Regions from separate parts of the Canis lupus genome. Here region 2 is linked to region 1. Evidence: chromatin contacts called from public Hi-C data. All regions are on one chromosome and are shown on one strand. The core of a region is the stretch at or near the end of the contact, and the rest is flanking DNA. Distances in the headings are between cores, read along the strand shown. Region 1 overlaps LOC119871434 (a long non-coding RNA gene). Region 2 has its middle 20 kb from the start of TARBP1.

Region 1 (6,893 bases), core at 3,295-5,794:
CATTGAGGATCTGCTGTCTGAGGTGGGGAGCGTCTGATTTGCGCAAGGATGTCGCAGGGCGAGGAGTGCTATCACCCCACCCGGCCCGGACCCGGATCCGTATCTGGAGACACTTGCCACTCTGTCTTGCCAGGAGCCGGAGGCCCCACGGCCAGGAGGCTTCCCATGCCGGAGGCCAGACTTGTCACTGGATTTGCACCATCCACAATAGCCCCAGGAGAAGGCGGGGGGGCTGGCCTGTCCATGCCCCTTATCATTTGGGCAGTGATGCATCATGCCCAAGGCCGGGCACAGAGCGGACAGCCGCCCCCCAACCTTAGTTTTCTCATCCGTGAACGCCAGGCCCAGGCTGGGAACCGGTGGCATCCCCCTCGGACAGTGACATTCTAGAGGCTCAGCAGTGAGAATGCTGTGGTTGAACATGTGGAGCAGGACTCCTAATTCCACGAGGTGTGCTGACTCCAGGACACTCCCACAGCCTGTTTGCACCTCATAACCAGCCCTCAAATTGTGAAGTTCCATTTTACAGATGGAGAGACAAAGGCCCAGAGAGGTGGAGGGACACGGGACCAGGGCCACTGGGGCCGACGGCAGGAAATGCCGGCCAGGAAGGCGGTCACGAGCACTCTCAATCCGGGCTGCTGCCAGAGGCTCCTCTTCTCAAGGACCATGCCCTCCGGGGACTCTGACCATCCTATCCTGTCCTGACCATCCTGGTCCCAGCTTTGTCAGCCTCTAAACCCCAAGAGGAAAGGTACTGATCTCTTTTGAGTGAGGCCTCCCCAATGCCTGACCTTAAAGTGTTGAAGAAAGATCTGGAACTGTCCCCCTCCCCCACCCAGATGCTTTGTGCCTGACCATTCCCTTCAGATCCCTTTAAGTCTCACTATATATCCCACGAACGCTGCCCCAGCCCCAGAGCTGGTGGCCAGCTTCACCCCTACTGGGACTGGGACATCACCCTCCCCACCCCCACCCCACTGAGCACCTCCTTGGCCCAGAGCCCAGTGCCCACTTGGATGACCTTCGGGGTCCCTTACCCTCCATCATGTCACTGGAATACATGCAGCTCCCAGGTCAGGAACAGGAATCACAGTTCTGCAGCCTCACCCACCCCCAGAAGGAGTTGCCACAGAACCGGGGCCCAGGGCCTGATGCTGCCATGCCATCCCTCTGCCCGTGCATGGGTGTCCCGCATGCTCGCTCTCTCACACTCGCCACTCAGACAACCAGAAACAATGGCTGAGCCCTGAGAACTCACCCAAAGGCCCCCCTCCCAAAGGCCCCCCTGCACCTCCCATTTCCCCAGCCTCGCAGGGGGAGAGCACCTTTACTTGGCCATCTGCCATTCCACCCCCCACTAGGATGCTGAGACCACAGTCACCCCAAACAGGAAAGGCTGTCTCATTCTGTCCTCATCCCCCAGCACCTCTGCATGTGGGCAGGAAGGGGGGGTGTGTGGGGGGCAGGCTCAGAATCACCGCACATCCTGTCTGGGATTCTCGTCCTCGGGGCCTCCCAAATGTGCAATTACCTGCCAGCACCACCCACACCCCACCCAGCTCCCCTGCACAGCACCAGCTGGCCTCTCCAGGGAATCAGCCCTCAGGTCCAAACGCTGAAAGCAGCCCAATCAGCAGTAACGTGGGCTGCAGTCACCTCCACTCAGCCACAGGGGAGGTGCTCTGCTGAACAGCGGCTGCGTGGCCCTGACCCTCACCACGGTGTGTGCAAGCCCCCTGAACAGCAGCCAGCAGCATGGGCCACCCGTGGCACCCTGGCCTTCCCGAGGGAGATGTTTCATGGGGTCTACATAGCCCCGATCCTCTCACACAGGAGGGATCGCAGCAACTGAATGACTCCAGTGTTCATGGTCTGGAGATCAGGTAAAGAGGGAGGAGGCTGAACGAACACTCTTAGCTGGGTGCCAACAGGACTCTGCTGCACTGCTGCCTCTCCAGTGCCCAGGGCCACCTGGGGTGAGCCACGGAGGCGCCAGCCTCTCCCAGATCTTCTCTAGGCCTCTGGCTGTCCCAAGTCAGCTTTCCCAATACATTCACTGCAAAGTCATCTTACCATAGAATAAAATGAGTGTAGCAAAAGACAAGTTTTATTCTAAAGAGTCTTGCTTCTAGCAGTCATGGACAGCCATCAGGCTGGCAGCCAGCCCCAGGCCTGAGCCCCACAACCAGGCAGAGTGATCCGAGTGGGCCTCCCCCGGCCACAGCAGGATCTTCCTGGAGAGCCTCAGCACCCGGCATTGAGCCAGACCGAGAAAGGAATGGGCAGTGAAGGTGGGCAAAGGCCCGTCATTAGGCCCGAAGACAACAAAGGAGATGGGGCCAGGCAGCCTGCCTCTGGGGAGGATGAGCAGACCTCAAATGAGGGGAGTACAGCTTCAGGAGCCTTCCCCACCTGCTGCTGCCAGGGGGACTGTCCAGTGTGCCTGAATTTGGCCGAGATCCTTCCAGCAGCAGCTAGAGAATGGGGAGGGCCCGCAGCCAGGTCAGGTCTCCACACCCCTGCCCCCTGGGCCAGCATGCAGCCAGATGCTCACACTAAGCCATAACCACGATCAGCTTAAGCTGGCTTCTCCGACAAAGCAACGCCAATGTCTGTGGTTTGAAGTTTCAAGGTCCCTGAGTTTCAAGGGACGTCTGAGTCCATGACAGAGTGATGGGTGGTGAGGGAAAGAGGGTGAAATGCTGATGTTCTAAGTAGGGCCTGAGGCAGGGACTGGGCAGGGAGGCACAGGACCAGAACAGCTTTCTCTTCCTTTTCCTTGTCAATCCTGTCCATAGCAGACACTGAGACAGTGAGGGGATCACTCCTGCTCCAGGCCCAGCCCCTCCTGACCTCATCCCCTGACTTCTTAGGGGACATTCCCACCCCATCCCTACAAGGCAGCCCTTGGCAACAGCCTCCAAAGGTACTGCTGGGAGCTAGGAGTGCAGGGCCCCGATCTTTAAAGAACCACTGCCACACTCTGGCAAATGCAAGGAAATCATCCCGGGTGCTCTGTGCCTGTAGGACAGCCTCTGTATGTCCCGTGTTTATGAGAGGTCAAATCCAAACAAGGCTGAGGCCAGGCCTGCCTGTAACAAGTCCTAGGCGGGCATCAGCAGGAAGATCACTGGCAGTGGCATAAGAGTGGCTCCTTGTGGGACAGGAGCACATAGAGGCCAGGGGCTGAGGAAGAAGATACACAGGGTAGAGCTCTGGCCAGGCAGAGGACACAGATGCTGAGAGCCACAGGGACTTTCAGGAAGACTGAGGTCCATCCTGGGAAGCAGAGAGGACACCGTGGTGACACTCCATCCCCTGCCTGGGAAAGGACTCACAGAGCCGAGCTGATGGGACAGCACCAGCACCTGGAGGGGCTCTACAGTCCTGCCACCTGGACTGGTACCAGGACAGCCCACCAGGCACAGTAGGGAAGCTTTGGGCAGCCAGGTGGACACGTGCTACCCCACACCTGACCTGAACCGGGCTGCTGAGGATGCCTGCCCAGAAATCTGATTGGCTGAGAGATTTCAGCTTCTTTCTAGAGGACCAACGTGAAAAGTGTGTACACTTGGGAGCTGACATAGTCCTCCCTTCCTCAATATGGACTAGGAAGCAGAGTCTTTCTGCAGAGAGGATACAAACTTAAGAACTCTGCAAGAGAGAGCATAGAAACTAATAGAAAAACTGCCAGCCTCCCCCTCAATTCTGTGAGCTATCTGATATTTTCCCAACAAACCTTAACGAAGTTTGATTTCTGGTGCTTGCAACAAAAGACCTAGACTGGCCATGCATGTTATCACATCGAGTTCCTATAACATAACCCTATGAGGGCAATACTCTTAATTGCCTTGAACACACAAGGAAGTTAAGGGAAGCTCTCCAGAGCTTGGATCTGCTCCTGGACAGTCAACTTTCAAAACCCATTGTCTTCACTAGAGTGCTGTACACCTCTCCAAGGTGACCTCTCCTCAAGCATAGAGAAAGGAAATTGAAGGAGATAATATTCGAATTTAAGTTTCTTTCTTTCTTTCTTTCTTTCTTTCTTTCTTTCTTTCTTTCTTTCTTTCTTTCTTTTTTTCTCTTTCTTTCTTTCTTTCTTTCTTTCTTTCTTTCTCTTTTTTTTTTTTTTTTTTCGAATCTGAGTTTCTGCTATTGGCCAACACATCCACGCTCATTACAGGATGCACCCATTGAGGAGGAAGCATGCAAGTAAGTGGCCATGAACCGTCTACATCCAGAGCCAACACCATGTCTGGACCAGAGCAAACACTCCAGCCTCAAATCCCCATTGCTCATGCCCCAGCTCCTTGTTCACCTTTCTTGATTGGCCTTGAGCTCACATGACTATAATCACCTGCTTTTGTTCCTTGTCTCCATGGAGACTGTGAGCTCAATGAGGGGGAAGAGACCACTTACTGGGCAGTCTTTGCATCTGCTGCCATGCCTTCCTTTTGCACAAGCAAGCCCTCACTAAATGTTTGTTGAGTAAATAAAAGAGTGAATGATGCACACGAATATGCAGGTCTCCTACCAGGTGAGTACACTGGTGGGGGAACCAGTGAAGACAGGCCAGTACTCTGCAGTGCTTACACCTGGCACTAGAGAGCACCCATGCACACCAAGAAGGTGCTTCTGAGAAAGAGTGGAGGTGAGATTTTGGTAGAGAGTTTTCAAGGAAGAACGCTGATGTTCATCTATAAGATCTCCTTGACTGAAAGTCTGCAGTCTTGCACAAATGAGCCAGTCTCAGCAGGACACACTGTACTGATCAGGGTTCTCCAGAGAAATAGAATCAATAAGATATATACGCATGCTATAAAGAGATTTCTTATAAGGAATTTGCCCATAGATCCATGGAGGCTGGCAGCCCTAAATCTGCAGCATGGGTGAGCAGGTTCAAGATCCAGGACAACCAATGGCGCAGATGAAGTCCAAAGGCCATCTACTGGAAAGGCCCTCTTATTGAAAGACATAAGTCTTTTTGTTCTACCCATGCCTTCAACTGATTGGATGAGGCCCACCCACATTAGGGAGAGCAATCTATTTTACTCAAAGTTCACCAATTTAAATGCTAACCTCATCTGAAAACACCCTCCAGTTGACACATAAACTCTATCGCCACATATACACACTTTAAGCTTTTGGCCCAGAGGCGATGATCTTTCGTGGAGACCTGCATTTCTCTCTCTCTCTCTCTCTCTCTCTCTCTCTCTCTCATCCTTTCCTAATAATCCTGTAATGAGTGTGAAGCACTAGAACAAAGATCTGTTTCCTCCCAAAGAAACCCAAAAGTTACATTGATCACTGTTCTTCTCATGTGCATCCCCCAGAAGGAAATGCAGGGAACACGACCCATAAGAGTGGTTGTAAGCTAAACTTCTGAGGGCATTATCCTAACCTACAGGACTTAAATACACTGTTAGCAGATTTTTAGTCAATGTTTAAAAATGAGCTGACAGATGCCTGGGTGGCTCAGCAGTTGAGCATCTGCCTTCGGCTCAGGGCATGATCCTGGGGTCCTGGGATTGAGTCCCCCATTGGGCTTCCCACAGGGAGCCTGCTTCTCCCTCTGCCTGTGTCTCTGCCTCTCTCTGTGTGTGTCTCGTGAATAAATAAAATCTTAAAAAATAAAATAAAATGTGTTTGGGAGTATTCCCTCCACAATTTTTAAAAAATGAGCTGATCATCCCTAAAGGCCTGTGAACTGACTGTAAGGAATTCCACTGGAGATGAGTAATTGGGAAGACAAAGGGAAAGATTTTTCTCACTTAGCTAACACAGCTAAACTCACAGATAGGAAGGAGCTAGTCGTATATTCACTAATTGGAGTCATGTTTACATTCCCATTGCCAACGGGAAACATTTGCTGGTTTCAAGGAAATCTCCTGAGTTCAGGGTAATGGTTACAACTTCTCTACTTTAGGGAAGTCCTGGGAGAGGACCCAGAATGGGCAATTTCATAAGTGACCGCTTGCTAAGACAAGGCACAAATTTGCTGTACTGGTAAATCATTTTCTTTCACCATACAACGGTCAAAGTTACTGCCATCAGTGAAAATGCTCATTATTCTTTCATGTTGAGAACTAACAACTATTCTCAGGGAGAAAACCTTTCATCTGTGTTTATGCGGTATCAGCATAATAAAAGACCTTTTGTTTAAAGCAAAATTAGTTCATTCATAATAGATTCACAAAAACCATTGGAAAAAAGAAAAACCATGTTGAATCATGTGAGATACACTCTGCTTTGCAATCCAATTTTTAAAATAAGGCTTCTAAGTATATAACATGAATCGTGCCCTAGCGGGGTGTCTGTGATGGAAGCAAGCCACTGGGTCCTGGAGAGACAAAGCAGCCGAAAAACGTTCTTTTTGGTGGGGATGTTCTTCTACCGCGGCAGGCAACCTAAAGCATATTCTTCTTATTAGGTCACATCCTATTCTTCAACAGTCCGCTGAAATACCTACGGCCAATTCTGAGCAATGGTCCTCCCCTTGGAGATGCAGGTGGCTGCCACCCACTCACGTAATGTTCTGCGAAGTAAAAGGACCATAATCAAAACGCCGGTTATAGACGATCCCACCAAACACGGAGGCAAAATACTAAAGTTCAGACTGTAGGAACAGCATAGAAGAGAGCCTGAACAGATCATACAGGAAAGGTTACAGATCACTTCCTTTCTACAGTCAAATTAGCCTCTTGCCTGGCTTTTCGGTGGGGGGGTGGGGGTAGGGGGAGGAGGTGGGTGTTAGCCATTAGAAAGGTGCAAATAGGACCACTCTAGGGAAGAAAACACCCCAAGCAGTAGTAAGGCCAAAAAGTGCCCTCCTCTCCTTCATTTGGGGGGATCGACAGGGCCCTGTAGCTACTTTGTAAACTTGAAGCCTA
Region 2 (6,146 bases), core at 784-3,283, 520 kb before region 1:
TCCTCTGGGGCCCTGGTGATCACCTCCCAACAGGACTTCAAAGCCCTCTAAGCCCTCCTTGCGGGAACGACGCCCCGATGGGGCGAAAGCGGGGATGGTGCCTGCAATGCAAGCCCGGAGCCACCAGATGGCGCGCGGAACCCGCAGTGCCCGAGCGCCGGCCTCTGGTTGGTCCCGGCGCAGGCCCAAGGCCCAAGGCCCAAGGCCCAAGGCCCAAGGCCCAAGGCCCAAGGCCCAAGGCCCGTAGGAAATGTGTTCCTGTGTCTCCTCCTGCCAGCGTCCTGCAAGGTTTTCACTCTTTAGAAAGCTCATCTCCAGAGGAGCCCGTGAAACCCCATACTGCACAGCTGTGCTTTTCCTGCCCTTTCGCTCCTGGGGACATGTCAGCCGCATTTCCCCTGGTCTTGAGGGTTTCAGAGCCGAGTCTCTTCTTGCCTGTTTGTTCCGCTGGAACTCGAAGTAGGCAGCACTTAGCTTCCATTTTGAAGCCCCCAATCCCGATGAAATGTAATCACTGGGGAAAAAAAATATCTCAAGGATTGTTTATTAGGGCAACCACATCTGGCATGAAAAGAGGCTGCAAACACTTTGTTACTCTGGTCTTCTGACTGCTAAGGGGGGGGGCGGGTGGCGAATGGTTTTTACGTAATCCCAAACCTCAGCCTCGAAGAGTTAATGATGTTACTCATGCCACTGGGGCATGAAAGAGAAGCTTGCGTTTTTGGGTGGTTATTGCTTGCCCAGAGCGTTGGAATGAGCCATCAGGCTGAGGGCCAAGGTACTCGGGCCACCCATGCAGTGAAATAATCCTCAAGAAATGCACTGCCTGGAATGGAAATGAAAGTAAAGCGAACAGTCATTCCAGGGCATTTACTAAATATTCCTGACAGTCATTCAGTCTAAAGTTTGCCTGATTCTCAATGCTGCAAATCTGAGATTTGGAATATGTTACAAAGATCACAGGAAATGATTGAAATCAAGCAGTTGGAAAACTCTTGTTCTTGTCAAGCTCCAGGTCGTAACAGTGAGCTCTGTTCTTATTTCAGTTCCAATAGGAATGAATAATTAATAACCCACTTTTTGAATGGAAAGTACATTTCAATGGATGAGTGATGCTTTCAGAAGGCCCTCTGAGGGTTATTGTTTATTTCCTTATTTCCTTCATTCTGAAGTGGGACCCTGGGTGAGAAGAAAGAAGCAATATTCAAATGTAGGATGGCCTACATTTTTGACTCATAGGAGACGCATGTGAATACAGAAAAGCGGAATCTAATGTTGACATCGGCATCTACTGTCTAGGCACTCTGTTCCAGGTCTTGGAAGTACTTGCTTACTCTTCAGTGTGATCGTTGGCATTGGCCTGGTTTTTCAGATGAGGAAATCAGGCTCAGAGAGGTTAAGTAGTTTGCTTAAAGTCACACAGCTAGTAGATTCCAGGACTACAAGTTGGAACCATGTATGCCTGACTTCACAGCCCGGGTCCATTCTCTTTCCGCCACGGCATTTAGCAAACGCGCAGGAGCGCCACGCTGGGAATGATCTAGGAGGTCATTTAGGCGAACCCTCGAAATAATGTAGCCATTCTTCTGGTGTTCTCCACTAAGTCAAAAGCCAAACAGGTATAAATATGCCTGAAATCCAAAGCTGAAGCCTAAAGAAATAAAAGCAACTCTTCAGAATGCAGGCAGAGGGCAACACATAATGCTGCTATGAGTGGGATGGCCATGGCATCCTGAGGTTCTGTGTGCTGTAAATAAGAGACTCGGGGGGAATGCTACTATCTCAGAGTCCTCTGCCCTGGATCCCCCCTACAGGTCCCAGAAGGAAAAGTCATGCTCAATAGCACCCACTCAAATCTACAGAAAGCCACCTAAGTGGAGTGAGTGTGGGTGACGGGCTTCAGGCCACACAAGTTGGTGGCAGAGCCAGAACTATTTCTGCCACTTACTGCCATGTCTCCATTGTACCCTCGTGCTGCTTGTCCTTGCTACCTCACACGTCTCTCACCATGACTAGCTCTGTGTGAATTTGGTGAGGAAACCCAAAACCAGGTTTCAGTTTTCATTACATACCGGAAACTTGGCCTCAGATCACTAAGAGGTTCACTGTGGTTTGTGAACCTTTTAAGCAGATGGAGCCAGGCTCCTGCCATACTTCTGCCCCCACTGATGCCAGCAGGGATTTATGGGTGTGAGCGGGAAGCGGGACCTGTGGAGCACACATTGCCATGTGCCAGGTGCAGGCTGGCCTGGTGTGACACGGGGCATCCAGGAGCCTCTGCAAATCACAGCTGCGGAGTTTCTCTGAGCTCTGGGTTTGGGGGGAATGGCTTTCCGGAGAGAGAGGAAAGGAGGGGAGGGGATGATTTAGGAGGTGTGCCTATTCATTTGCAAATGAAGTTATGGAAGTTGCTAGTGAGATTTATATAGGTAATTAAGTGATAATGGCTGTGTAAGGCTGCTTGAGTTGGATTTCCTGTAAAACAACTGAAAGGACCAAGGCCTTTTTGAGCAATGTCTTATTGTTTAGCATTTTCAAAAACAATTTCGGTTTCCACAGTACTTTGTACTTGCTAAATAGTGACTCCTCAAAGCACCCTTGGAGGGCATCCCCCAAAGACTGGTGGTCTCCATGCAGGGCACATAGTAGATCACCCCCACTCCCACCCCAGGCGATTGAAGGAGGGACCAGAAGACATCCTTCGATTGGCCTGGCTAAGCAGAGAATGCTTTGTTTTGTTTTAAATCATCAAGATCCTCTGAAAAACCAGCCTAGAGTGATCCAGTTTAATTAAGGGGACCAAGCAAACTATGAAGAAACCAGGTACAAACACTGTGCAAGGATCTTGTAAGAGTTCAAGTCCAAACTGCTGTGTAAAAGAGTGATGGCTGTCTTCCCAAGCCAGCTGTCCATGGGGGCCAGGATACCCACTAGAGTGGGAGAAAAGAATAAAGGAGAAAAGTGAGAGTCTGAGTCCAATCCAGACTGGATAATCAGTCCTCAATTAGATTAATTAATAGCTGCTTTCTCTCTATATATGTTATTTTATATTTGGAAAGACAGAAAGACTCGCTTATCTACATATGTGTGCCAGAATGAGGGCCATTTCTTAGAAAGTGATGGGCTGTGGCTTTCTGATTTCTGATTCTTTCTTTTCCTTTGGTGGAAAGGAAATAAATGGTGAAAGTCGAAATAAATATTCAGCCCCAGGACGAAGCGTGTAGAAGACACTTGAAGAGATAATGTACTGTTTTGAACATTCGAGGTGCAGCCTGCTTAATGGGGAGTGCTGAAAAGCTCAGCTTCTTTTCATGTTTGTCCTCTTTTGGGGTTTTAAAATACTCTTTCAATTCTTTCGGTTCTATGGGCGAGGGCTCGAGGGCTTGCACGTCTGTAAGCTGAGAGACAGGTTTTGAAAATTATGGTGCACCTTGATTCAGTGAAAGAAGGTAAGTGCTGACTTTTCCCTTTGCGTCTTTGGGTTGGTATCTGCAGCCAACATCTATAAATAAACCTCGTAGTAGGGGATTCAGTGAGGCACAAAAGCACGGCGGTGGTCCATATCAGACACTCGCTCGATATCTATCTAGTTGGAATAGAAAAGAAAGTGCCAAACAAGAGGCACCGTCAGAAGTTCAGAGGGGGCCTCTTTTGGATGCTGTGGCAAGATGAGGGAAGTTCAAAGAGAAGAGGAGGTGGTCGTGCTGGGTCCTGAAGCAAACCTATGACTAAGGTCGCAGGAGGGAGAAAAAAGAGAGATCCAGGAATCAAAGCTGGGCTGGGCCCGCTGGTGCCTTGTCAATACTGAGAGGTCACTGGGAGAGGCAAATCAGAGGGCCGGATGCCGGATAAGGAATTCCAAACGTGCCCGTGTACTCAAGAGGAGACTTTATTGTCCTCAGAATCTGAATAGAAAATAAGCCAAATTAATAAATGTGTCATCAGATGTCTAAAAGTGGAACGTGCCAACGCAGTATCGCAACGGAACCCAGCCATTGTGTAGTTATCGATTGACGTGGAGGGTGGGGGTGTTTGAACATGACTTACATGAAAGGGGAGGGGGTGCCTCCAAAACTAAGAGCGACTGGGGTCCAGCCCTTGGCTATGCGGGGAGGAGAACTGGAAGAATGATGACAGTGGTGTCAGAAATATAAGGGGAGAGAATATTTAGAATCTGGGAAGACATTTCGGGGGAAGCACCTCATTGCTGAAGATTTGTGCTTAATCCAGAATGTTATGGCATGCACCTCCTCTTTCTGGGGGTCCCTCGATTCTAGTCTCCCAAGCCCAAATGGTGTAACGCTCTATGTTCTCAGGAGCTTTCCTTTGTCATTTCCCCAGTGTCATACTGGTGTTTTGAGACTAAAGTGACATTGGAGATCTTGAAGGTAATGAACATTTAACCAAGGCCTGTTAATTATAATCTGCTGTGTATATATAAAAACACACACACATACCATACATATATACACACACACACATATACAAACCTTATACATCCACAAACCTTATATATACACACTTACGGCCTGTATACACATACATACACACGTGTACATACATACTTAGGACCTATGGTAGGCACATATATATAGTCATGTAGGAGCAAGATCTTTATTAGTGCAGAATAGTATGTGAAGTATATTTTGAAGATGACTGTTTGCTAGGGATTTCCAGAGATGAACTGAATTGCCACATCATGTTTAGTATAATTCCCTACATTTTTCTTCTCTTGCTTGGCTAATTCAGGTTCTTCCCCAATGATGTTGGTTTTACAAATTTATTACCAATCTCCGAAACTAAGCAGCAGGCCAAAACCTTGGTTCTTAAAAGACTGTAAAGCACGGTTATCTTTCAGAATTACCCGAAGACACATAACAGAAGACTGGAGGAAAAGATGTCAGGAGGGAGTCTGAATGCACAAATGCATTTATAATGGTGAACCACCCATCTAAGGCTTACTGTGTGGCAGACGTGTTCCTGTGGGCTGTGTACACAGGAGTCTCTTAATATGGAATAAGTGATTGGCCAGCCAGATGGATCGCTGTGATTTCATTGCTGGCTCCTCTTTTCCCTTACCCGTGGCTCCCACTCATCTTTTCACTTCATCATCGAGAATTTAAATATCTGCTTTTCCTCACTCCTCCCCAATTTATGTTATTTTCTGTGTCTTTTCTCCCGTGGCTACAAGATGGCTTTACCTGTAACATGAAAGAGGGGAGAGAGCGTTCCCAGCACCAGCTCCCTGTGGGCAGATGGCCTGGCGGCCTGGGTCAGTCCGTGAATCTCTTAGCTTCAGCTCCCTCACGAGTGAGAACTCACTCTCTGGAGGAGTGTTATGGGTTGAGCTGTGTCCCCGAAGGAGATGTGTTGAAGTCCTAACCCACAATACCTGTGAATGTGACCTTACGTGGAAATGGGATCTCTGCAGATGTAATCAAGTGAAGAGGAGGTCGGGCAGGAGTAGGATGGGTCTTTAATCCAGCAGGACTGGTGTCCTTAAAAAGGAAGAAGAAACACCCACCGACAAGTACTGCAGCCACAAGGCAAGGGTTGCCCACATCACCAAAAGCCAGACAAGGTGAGGAACAATTCTCCACAGGCTGCAGAGAGAGCAAGGTCCTGGCAATACCTTGATGTCAGACTTGTAGCTTCCAGAACCACAGGATGGTAAGTTTCTGTTGTCAAAGCCACCAAGGTTGTGCTACTTTGTTAGAGCAGCCCTAGCCAACTAACAGACATGCGGGCACTATGGGGGAGCGGCTGGGTACCCTGGGCTTTGAGATCAGACAGATCTGAGTTTGAATGTAGGTTTAATTACTTCTCAGCTGAATTATTTGGGACAAGTTTCTCACCGAGCCTCATTCTTTCCCGAGACCGAAATGGCTTGTGAAGGGGGACTCCCCCTGAATCTGGGCACACCTGCTTCTTCCGTACCCCCACTCTCTCCCTCCCTTCAGACCCACTACCTCTACTTTTCCAGTCTTCCAAACGTTGCCCCTTATAGCTCCAGCCACCAGGAAGAAACTCATCAGAATCACCCTGGGTTTCCAAATCCCAAAGTCCAGCCTCAGGGCAGGTGCCCCGACCCTCCCCCGAATCAGCTTGTGCTTGAAGAATGGGGCCATAGCTTCCTAAACTTGTCA

What was found. Hi-C and Micro-C count contacts between places; a contact is called where the count stands out from the background.
Region 2: a contact with region 1 is called in a Hi-C map of blood, with 4 times the contacts expected there. The contact joins two enhancer-like sites. A contact is called at or near these places in 5 of 9 Hi-C or Micro-C datasets (amygdala, blood and liver).

What each region holds. Positions count from the first base shown.
Region 1 is chr4:5,194,207-5,201,099 of UU_Cfam_GSD_1.0, reverse strand. It overlaps LOC119871434 (a long non-coding RNA gene), which reads right to left. Exons shown (of 3, transcript XR_005357748.1): 3 at 6,209-6,538. Among named protein-coding and RNA genes, the nearest start is that of TOMM20, 40 kb to the right of the region's middle. Within about 2 kb of position 4,544, at least 2 of the 20 cell types and tissues checked have an H3K27ac peak or open chromatin away from gene starts, as enhancers often do. A contact at or near this core is called in blood, where this site is marked.
Region 2 is chr4:5,708,793-5,714,938 of UU_Cfam_GSD_1.0, reverse strand. No RefSeq gene overlaps it. Among named protein-coding and RNA genes, the nearest start is that of TARBP1, 20 kb to the left of the region's middle. Within about 2 kb of position 2,033, at least 9 of the 20 cell types and tissues checked have an H3K27ac peak or open chromatin away from gene starts, as enhancers often do. A contact at or near this core is called in blood, where this site is marked.